Linked DNA regions of Mus musculus: region 2 is linked to region 1. A link is a contact called in public HiChIP or PLAC-seq data. All regions are on one chromosome and are shown on one strand. Each heading gives the region's core, a stretch centred on a gene start, on an enhancer-like site or on the middle of the called end of the contact. The rest is flanking DNA. Distances are from core to core; before and after follow the strand shown. Region 1 has its middle 95 kb from the start of BC006965. Region 2 overlaps 2610035D17Rik (RIKEN cDNA 2610035D17 gene).

Evidence for each region. HiChIP or PLAC-seq counts read pairs in DNA pulled down with a chosen protein or histone mark.
Region 2: an HNF4G HiChIP or PLAC-seq map of pancreatic cancer cells shows a contact between it and region 1. The contact joins two enhancer-like sites. A contact is called at or near these places in 13 of 484 Hi-C or Micro-C datasets (cerebral cortex, colorectal tumor organoids, embryonic stem cells and 2 more), 3 of 115 datasets of contacts at active chromatin or transcription factors (embryonic limb bud, embryonic stem cells and pancreatic cancer cells) and 1 of 9 other capture datasets (embryonic stem cells).

What each region holds. Positions count from the first base shown.
Region 1 is chr11:112,613,792-112,618,318 of GRCm38.p6, reverse strand. No RefSeq gene overlaps it. Among named protein-coding and RNA genes, the nearest start is that of BC006965, 95 kb to the left of the region's middle. Within about 2 kb of position 2,523, at least 24 of the 459 cell types and tissues checked have an H3K27ac peak or open chromatin away from gene starts, as enhancers often do. A contact at or near this core is called in pancreatic cancer cells, where this site is marked.
Region 2 is chr11:113,163,792-113,168,183 of GRCm38.p6, reverse strand. The region is part of intron 1 of 2610035D17Rik (RIKEN cDNA 2610035D17 gene); the gene reads left to right. All of the region lies in intron 1 of LOC115487747 (a long non-coding RNA gene), which reads left to right. Among named protein-coding and RNA genes, the nearest start is that of Gm39467, 32 kb to the right of the region's middle. Within about 2 kb of position 2,868, at least 86 of the 459 cell types and tissues checked have an H3K27ac peak or open chromatin away from gene starts, as enhancers often do. A contact at or near this core is called in pancreatic cancer cells, where this site is marked.

The DNA of each region.
Region 1 (4,527 bases), core at 1,274-3,773:
GGTGGGAGAGACGAGCAGTAACCATGGGAGCATGGTGGAGAGTGGTACCTTTTCAGAAAACGACGACAAGTCAATCAGCGGTGGATGAAGTTGGAATCTAGAAGGGATAGCCGTGGCAGATTTTTCTAAACAGGAGGTTTCTGAGATGATCTGTCTTGGAAGAGAGATGAAGCCAGCTGTCACAAGCTCCGAGAGACTTCTCCAAGCAGTGGGATGGTGTGTGCAGAGCCTCTGAGGACAAAACAACCCAGGTGGGTTTTTTTTCTTTCAATTTTTTGTTGTTGTTTTAGAGTTAGAACAGTGTAACTTGAATCTAGTTAACTAGTGCCTGAGTAACAGAAAGGTTTACTGACTACTTAGCTGCACCCTACCCACCCAGTCTACAAAGCAGGCTCACAGACGTCTTGTGCTGGCCTGAACTCATATGTCCACTATATCTTTGTGGGACCACACTTCTTTGCCATGATGCCTTTCTTCTCACTCACCCATTTAGACAACAATCCCAGGACACAAACTGCTTGCCCACACAAGAAAACCCCAGAATTCACTCCATTGTTGTGTAAATGGTAGAGGACCATGTGATATCAGCCTGACCTTCCTATGGGTTGAATTGTGCTACCCCCAAGAGCTATGCTGACACCTTAACTCCAAGAAGCCAAGAGTATTAGGACTTAGCATAGTTGCAGATTATTGTGATTGTACATGATACTGGGTATGTATGGTTCTATATACAGGGGCGTGAGCGGTGAATGGAGGTGGACGATCCTTTTGTTTTGTGAACTTTAATGCTGGCAGGAGAGGCTACACCTGATCCCCCATGTAATATTAGAAGAAATTTAGCCACAAGGGTAGAGCTGTCATGGATGGGACTAGAAGTTCAGGGGGCAGGAGAGAAGGTTGTTTGCCTATCCCGTGAAGATATCATTAGAAGGTACCTGTCTATCAGGAAGGGAGCCTTTGCCAGCTCCCAAACCTGTTAGTGCTTTGATCTTAAATTTCCCAGCCCCTAGAACTGCAAGACACAAATGTCTGTTGCTTGTGAGTGACCAGTTTTATAGTGTTTTTATTGTAACAGCTCAAGTGCCCAGGCACACAGATTTAATCAAGTTAAGATGAGGTCATTAGGGTGGGCCCTCATCCAACATGAGTGGTGTCCCTATTAAAAAGGAGAAATTTGGACCCCGAGACAGCCAGGCACAGAGTAAAGACTGTTTGAGGGACAGACCGTACAATATCCTGTGGAGACTGTAGTGACAGACTGGGGCTGCAGAAGCTGGAACTGGCAAGAAGACTCTTTCCCTGTGGGTCACAAAGGTGATGTGGCACAGCTGACACTGATGTCACACACACACACATGACCTGCAGAACTATGACAGTGTATATTTCTGTTCTCATAAGCTACATATGGTATATTTTGTTCTGGAGGAAACAGGCATAGACTTTTCTCGTCTTTTAACTCTGCATATCACCCAATCTAACATGACTACCCACTATGTGGTCTTTTAAAACCTGCTCACTGTGCCTATACCAAAATGAGCCATACTTGCTGATGATGGCAAGCTCAGATGCTCTTTGCACTCTTTGAAGCCCCTGGCTTTCCTTTAGCCTTTGGCAGCATCTCTACAAGGCAGCTGTGCATCTTTCCAGCTCCTTATTCTATCCGCAGGCCATCTCACCATCCTTTCTATCTTCCTGAAATTCTGCTCCTTTGATACTCATGGCTTTAGATCATGTGTACCTTATTGCTCTTCCCATGGCCAGCAACCTGTCAGCTCTCACTCTCTCCTACTCTTGAGCACTTTGGTCATACCATGGGCACCACCACATTTATTATGACTAGGAATAGGACAAAAAATCCCAGCAGATGTTGCATCTCTCTCCCCACCTCCCCACTTGTTCTCTCTTTGTTTTTGTTTTTTTTTTCATCTTCTAAGGATGTTCTCCTCTTCCTCTTTGACAGCTTGCTCATTTCTCAGCTCTGTGCAGTTACTGTGGATCTTCTTGCTGGCTTCTCAAATCATGTGTGGAGGATCCCACTCGCCACTCACCATTTACCACCTTCTAGACAAATACCTCTATGAGCCTGACCTCAGAAAATTCCTTACTCTTTTTAGTCCTTGGACACACTGACCTCTGGGTTAATCCCCCCATTCTTCCATGTCTTCATTATCTTCTCTGACATCAAAACCATCGCATAAGCACACAGCCCCCACTGTTCCCTCCAGTCTGCAGATCTGAATATCTCCTCCCGGTTTCAGCATAGACACGTTCCTCCCATAAGTCTGGACCAGTGTTTTTGGGGCCAGCTGGAGAAAGACATGGGGTAGGACTGCATGGTCATGCCTTGATGTTTGACTATGGGCCTCCCATGGGCCCTTGGCAATCTCTGGCAATCTTTCTACATTTCCCTGGTCAACTCAGTCCTTCCACCCCAGGCCACAGTGTGACATCTCCTCTCCTGACATCCACCCCCTCACTCTCAGTTGATGACCTCACCTTGTACTCACTGAGAAAACAAGCAGGCAGCCACCTAAAAATGAGTCACCTCGTTACCTCTTCTAGCCCCGTGTCTTCTGCTTTCCCTGCAGTCAGTATCTAGATCCCAGCAAAGGGTACTATTCCACCCATAGCCACTGTAAACACGTCACCTCATCGGTGACCACTCTTGATTGTGACATGGTCTTTGCAGTCTAGTGTCCTTACCATCTATTGGTACTTACCATCCACAGTGCACTGGACTCCCCTTCTGGATCCCTGTCCCCTTCCTCTTAGCTTCCTCCACCTACAACATTTTTCTTTCTGCCATGTTAACAGAACTCTTTGAAATTGTTACCTTTAGCTCTGCCTCCCAGCTTCCGATCACCTTTGTCTTATGGGCTCTTCTTCACCCTACCTCACAAAGTTTCTGTCTCCGTTACTCATCTCCTACCTCAGGCTCAGAACCTCCATTCCTCTTCTGGTACTTCTTCAGCATTGGAAATGCCACCTTTCATTGTTTTTCTACTGTTTCTCCTGTCCCCTTGATAGAGTCATTTTCTCTTTCCTTTAGCTTTGATGCACTTCATTCCTCAGCCTGTAAATAATTGTGAATCCCAGAGCTCCTGGGGCTTTTCTCTTACTTACACATTTCTTACTTAACAAACCTTGCTATGGATCATGGCTTTAAATATCATCTAAATCTGGGTGACTCACATTTTTTATCTTTAACCCCAATCTCTCTCATGAATTCCAAGCTTGTATATCTAATTGACTATGAGATATCGCCACCCCAACATCTGATAGAAATGGAATTCATGACCCTCCCTCTGCTCCCTCGAACACTTATGTGTCTATCACAGGTTTTCTCATCCCAGTAGTCAACATGACCTTTTCCTACAGTCTGGGTCTTGTGCCTACGAAATACCATCGACTCTTCTTGTTTTCTTTATAACACAGGGGAATCAACCATCAAAATGGATTATTCTATAGAGTATATATTATAAGAAACAACGGGCTAATGTAGTATCAAACCCTAAATCATGGAATTTTGTGGATATCGTGTATCAAGAGGGATATGGGTGGAGGTGTTATTTTAAAATCTTGGCCAGCGATAGAGTCTGAGAAAAATGACAATAAACCAAAGTCGTCATATCATTTTACATTTCTTGTTGAGTAACAGGACATCTGACAAAAACAACTTAAAGAAGAAAGAGTTTCCTCTGGCTCATGGTTTGAAGGAATATAGTTCATCCTGGTGGGAAGGCCTGGCGAAGGAATATGGGCAGTTGGCATCCTTGCATCTATGGTTGGGAAACAGAAGTGAGTTCTGATGCCCAGAAATCTCTCTCCATTTCCTCTTTATATCCAGTTTGGGATCGTAACCCATGTGATGCTGTGACTCTCATTCAGTTAAACCTCTCTAGAAACAACGCCACAGATGGATGCTCCCCAAAGGACCTCTCCTAGGTGATTCTAAACATAGCCAAATTCGAAATAATTAATCCTGTGGCATTTCTTGAACTGTAAGGAGTCACAGCTCCAACAGCATCCAGTGGGGTGAACACTCCATGAGAACAAACAGCAAGCATCAGGTAACCAGGAGCACGCCTTCCTCCAGGGCTACCAGGTCAGAGTACCGGAGACAGAGAGAATGTTTCCCATTAAGCTGCCACAACAAAATCCTGCGACTTCATGGTTTGAACAACGGTAACTCATTTCCTCCCCCTTCTGCAGTCCGAGATCAAGATACAGTCCCGTTTTGTTTTTAGCAGGGAATCTTTTCCCAGCCTATATACAGACACCTTCTCATTCTTTCTAAGCTATTCCCTAATTCATGCAAGAGAGAGGTAGCTTTCTACCTTTCTCTTCTTCTTAGATGTCTAAGAGGCCTAAGTGGATGCTCACAGTCAGCTATTGGATGGAGCACAGGGCCCCCAATGGAGGAGCTAGAGAAAGTATCCAAGGAGCTAAAGGGATCTGCAACCCTATAGGTGGAACAACATTATGAACTAACCAGTACCCCGGAGCTCTTGACTCTAGCTGCATATG
Region 2 (4,392 bases), core at 1,619-4,118, 550 kb before region 1:
AGATGGGGCTGTGAGTGGGAAGTGTACATCATGCAGGACTTACAGGAGGAGGTGACATTTGTTTGGGGTTTTGAAGTTGACATGCAGAAAGAGGGAAAGGGGAAGGGTGACCTGACAGACGCCCTGTTTGGGGAGTTGGAATGTTGAGGATAACGTTGGGGGAAGGTAGATGAAGTGGGTACAGGGTCTGATGATCTCAACCTCTGTGGCAGAGCTGGAACTGCAAACCAGCAGGAGAGGGTAGCGCGGGACCAAGCCAGGTTTTGAGCAGAAAGTAGCAAGATCTGAGATAATTGAGGTGGGGTCAACGAGGGGAGGTGTTACTGTACTGGAAAAGCTGGTCAGAGGTCCAAGAGCCAGACTAGCAACCCATCAAGGCAGGGAGGGGCGATTCTAGTGCTTCTGGGTCCAGGGAGATGGCTGGACCCACCTAGCAAGGAAGGGGTGGCGTGGGCAAGGTCAGCTTTAGAGAAGGTGCATTCTGGGCGATCTCATCCTACAGGGCGCAGACCAGACGGCGAGGTGACTGAGGGCCTAGGACTGAGGGACAGACCCAGCTCGGGGCCTGATAAGGCAGCCGTTGGGAGCCCTGTTCTGCACCAGCATCCCGCTAAACCTTGACATTACACGTCCCTCAGCTTCGGTCCCTCAGCTTCGTCCTGCTGAGTGGTCCCCATTATGTGGAGAAGCCAGAGAGGGTGTCTAGACAGCAGACGCTCATGTGATACTTCATGAGGGCTCGGATGAAGCCCAGCCTGTAGCTGTCTTTGTCACCGTGGTCTGACTTCCCTGCTGCGCACTGGCAGTTTATGAAGCAGGTGACTTGTGAGCATAGAGCATCCACAAAAGTGAGAAGGAGACAAGGAAATGTTATGTCGCTGTGTTCCGAGGCTTCCGAGAACAGCTGTTTCTGGGAGATGGCTCGGTGGGTAAAGTGTTGGCTCTGGAGGCAGGAGGACCCAGCCAGAGCCCTAAGATCTGCTTAAAAGCCAGGCAAGGCAGGGTTATGCTCTTGGCTGCTGTAATACCAGCACTGGGGAGGCAGAGACTGGACACATCACACACACACACACACACACACACACACACACACACACACACACACAACGAGCTCACTGGCCAGCCAGCCTAGGAAAATCGGTGAGCCTGCTGGTTTACTAAGAGACCCTTATCTCAAGAACCAAGGCAGAGATCAGCAGAAGAAAATGCCCAAAGTGGACTTCTGTCCTCCACACACGCAGGCACACACGCAGGCACACACGCCCCCCCCCCAACACATGTATACACTCGCACAAGCATGCAAGTGTGTTTCTGCAAGTGGGAATGTCAGAGCTATGAGCCTCCAGGGGAGGGAGGGTTGAGAACAGTTTCTTTGTATCTGGCAGTTGGGGTGTCATTGAATAACCTTGAGTCCTGGCAGCTCCAAGGGCGAGCTGGGCACGCTGGCCTGGAAGTCAATTGCAGAAGCCAGAGCAGGGAGGGGCCCATGCAGAAGGTGCTTCCGGGAGGGAGGCCTAAGATTGGTGTGGGAGTGAAGCTAGAAAGGGCAGGGTCCACCCTGAAGGCCTCAGCCCCTCACCTGCACAATCTCTCATGCCCAAACCTAGCTAGGCATTTCTAGCCAGCTCTGTCTGCAAAGATGCCCCTCCCTCTTGAAAAATGTGCACATCTCTGTCTGATAAAACCTTGTTCCCCCTGGAGGGAGAGAAAGGAGGGAGGGAGGGAGGGAGGGAGGGAGGGAGGGAGGATGGCGTCTGGAGGCAGGAAGCCAGTGTTGGAATCCAGGCCTGGCTTTGTCCCTCTCCAATGGGCAGCTAGGGGTAGGGTGTTTCATTTCTGGGTTCTGCCTTTCCTATAGAAAAAGATCATAAAAAGAACCCATCTCCTAAGGTTGTGGTGAAAGCTGAACAAGGTCCTGTGTGCAGTGGAGCCAGCACTAGGACAGAGATTGCATGTGCAGAGCCAGCACTAGGACAGAGGGCGCCCCACTGTTCTGTCCGCCTTTACACAGCACTGCCCCCTCTCATGTCTGCAACTCTATTTTCTGCTGGAAACGGTATCAGAATATATTAAGTAGAAAATTTCAGAAATAAAGAATTTGTAAATATTGAGTGATTTTTTTAACACCCCCCCCCCAGTGTATTGTTATAATTATTCTGGTTGTTTAATAGTTATTGATAATCTCTTAATTTGCTTTTCATACTAAATTCTATCATAGTTATAAATGTGCAGGAAAATAATATAATTAGGTCTTCAGATATACACTGGTCTGGAACACTCCTCTATTTGCAAAGTATGTGTTTTTATTTTTGTGTTTTGAGTCCTTCTTGGACTGTAATTTGACTCCAAGGACCAGATCTGTCCCAGGAGGCACTTGGAATTAAATGCTGAGTTCCAGAAGGGAGTGTTAAAGCCATGGCCTGTCAGGGCTGCAGGCGGCAACTCCCACTCGGAGGCTCCATTCCTTCCCACAGCCTGGACTCGCAGCTGCCTTGCTGTCTCTCTGTTGCCCCATCCCTGCATAATTCAGGCAGGCTGATAGGCCTGCTACTCAGGTGGTGCCCTCTCTGCCCCATAGCTCTTGAGAAACCTGTAGGCTCTGAGCACATTGCTAGAGGAGAGGGCGGTGCCTGGGTTATGACCTCTCTCAGAGTTGGAACAGGGTCTCCGAACATCCTCCAGGGCAGATTCCAGGTCAGCCCTGGAGGGTGTCGCATGCCTTGACAGATGGTGTCCGGCTGTAGGCTCCTGCCCCACGTCCTGGAATGAAGGCTTGGCAGCCCTGTTTTCTCCAGGGACAGTTGACACTGGGAACCCTGGACATTGTCCCTGAGCTCAGGGCATGCGTCTCGCGACCATTCGCAAACTGACCACTTGATGGCGCTGTGGCTCCACCGTGTGCCTGCTTTCTCCTCCGGGCCCCTGGCTGAGCTGCAGTGGTCATCCAGGCGCCCGACTGTGCCCTGGCTGCTGGTGGGGCGCAGCGCCTGACGCCTGCCCGTTCTGCTTGAGCACAAATGCAGAGCTCAGAGCTAGTTTCTCCTGCAGCGAAGGAAGTTTGGGGTGTTGGTATTGTGTTCTGTGCTGTGTGTTCCTGCAGCTTCCCCAGCAGCGGGTCAGACGCCCTAGTGTGCTAAAGAACGGTTTAGAGCCATCTGCATCCTGACCTGGTGGTGATCACTGTCTTTGGGGCAGAAGTGATAGCTAGTCTGAACTCTTGTCTAGAGTTTGTACTTAGGAGAGAAAGCTAGCTAAACACAGAATGGAAGAAGGGTAGGAAGAGGAGGAAGAAGAGGAAGAGGAGGAGGAGAAGGAGGAGAAGGGGGGGGCGGGGGAAGAAGAGGAGGAAGGAGGAGAGATTGGAAACTCTTTCCTAGATGAGCTTTGCAGTCATTCTGTGTCAAACCCTTCAAGGGGCGACCGAAAACAAAGAGCCTCCGTGAGTTTGCCTTAGAAATAGTTCTCTCCGAGGTCTATTCTGGTTGCACAAATGTGTACCCCTTCCACCCCTGAGCAGGGTCACTTCATTCATTCCGTTTTCAGTGCACACCCACTCACTGCGGAGCCAAGGGGTTTCCTCACAAGCTTGTTTGTAGATGTTGTTTTAAAAGCACGTCCTTCTTTGGGGTTTCTGTACGCAGAGGCAGGGGTTTGGGTCACCCGGGTCTCACTGAAGCTATGGTTTGGGGGGGGGGGAGGGGGGCGGGGGGCGTTTGGAAGAAGGTGATAAGATTGTCTCTTACAGGGAAAGCCAAATGAAGAGCTAAGCTCCTGATTGGAAGTGCTTTCCTTTTTGTAGCTCCATTTAAGACCAGGACTGTTCTCAGGAAAACAGAGTAGGTTCTGAGTTCAGGCCTCTCTTCTGGGGCTCCTCTCCCAGAAGCCCTCTGTCTCTGTGGAGGTCAGAGCCTTTCCCAGCTGCCTGGGCCAGTGACTGAGAGGCGAGTCCCAGGGGTCACTGCACCAGACCCTTGCCCCCCTGGAACAAATGCAGCCGGCTGGTGGGGGTGGGGGTGGGGGCTGGGGGCTGGGCTGCTCCTCCTAGATCTGCCTGCCCCTAGGGCCAGGCACAGTGTGGGGCCTGAGCTAGACTTGTCCAGAGGCAGGCAGGGCTAAGGGAGGTTGTGACCCCACCCCAGCTGGGGAGGGCAGTGGGAAAGGAGGAACCTGGAGAAGCTGTCCTAGCCAAGCAGGCTAACTCCCAGCTTCCCCTGGGCCAGAGGGCCCCCTGTCGCCTGGCAAAGGACAATTTGTACTTTTATTCTTACGCTATCCTAAGGCTCACTCACCTGCAAGTGTACTATCTGGTGCCTCACAGAGGCTCAGGAGTTGTGTGGCTTCTCAAAAAAGAGAAAGGAGACCACGGAAAGAGAGGCAGGAACGGAAAGGAGA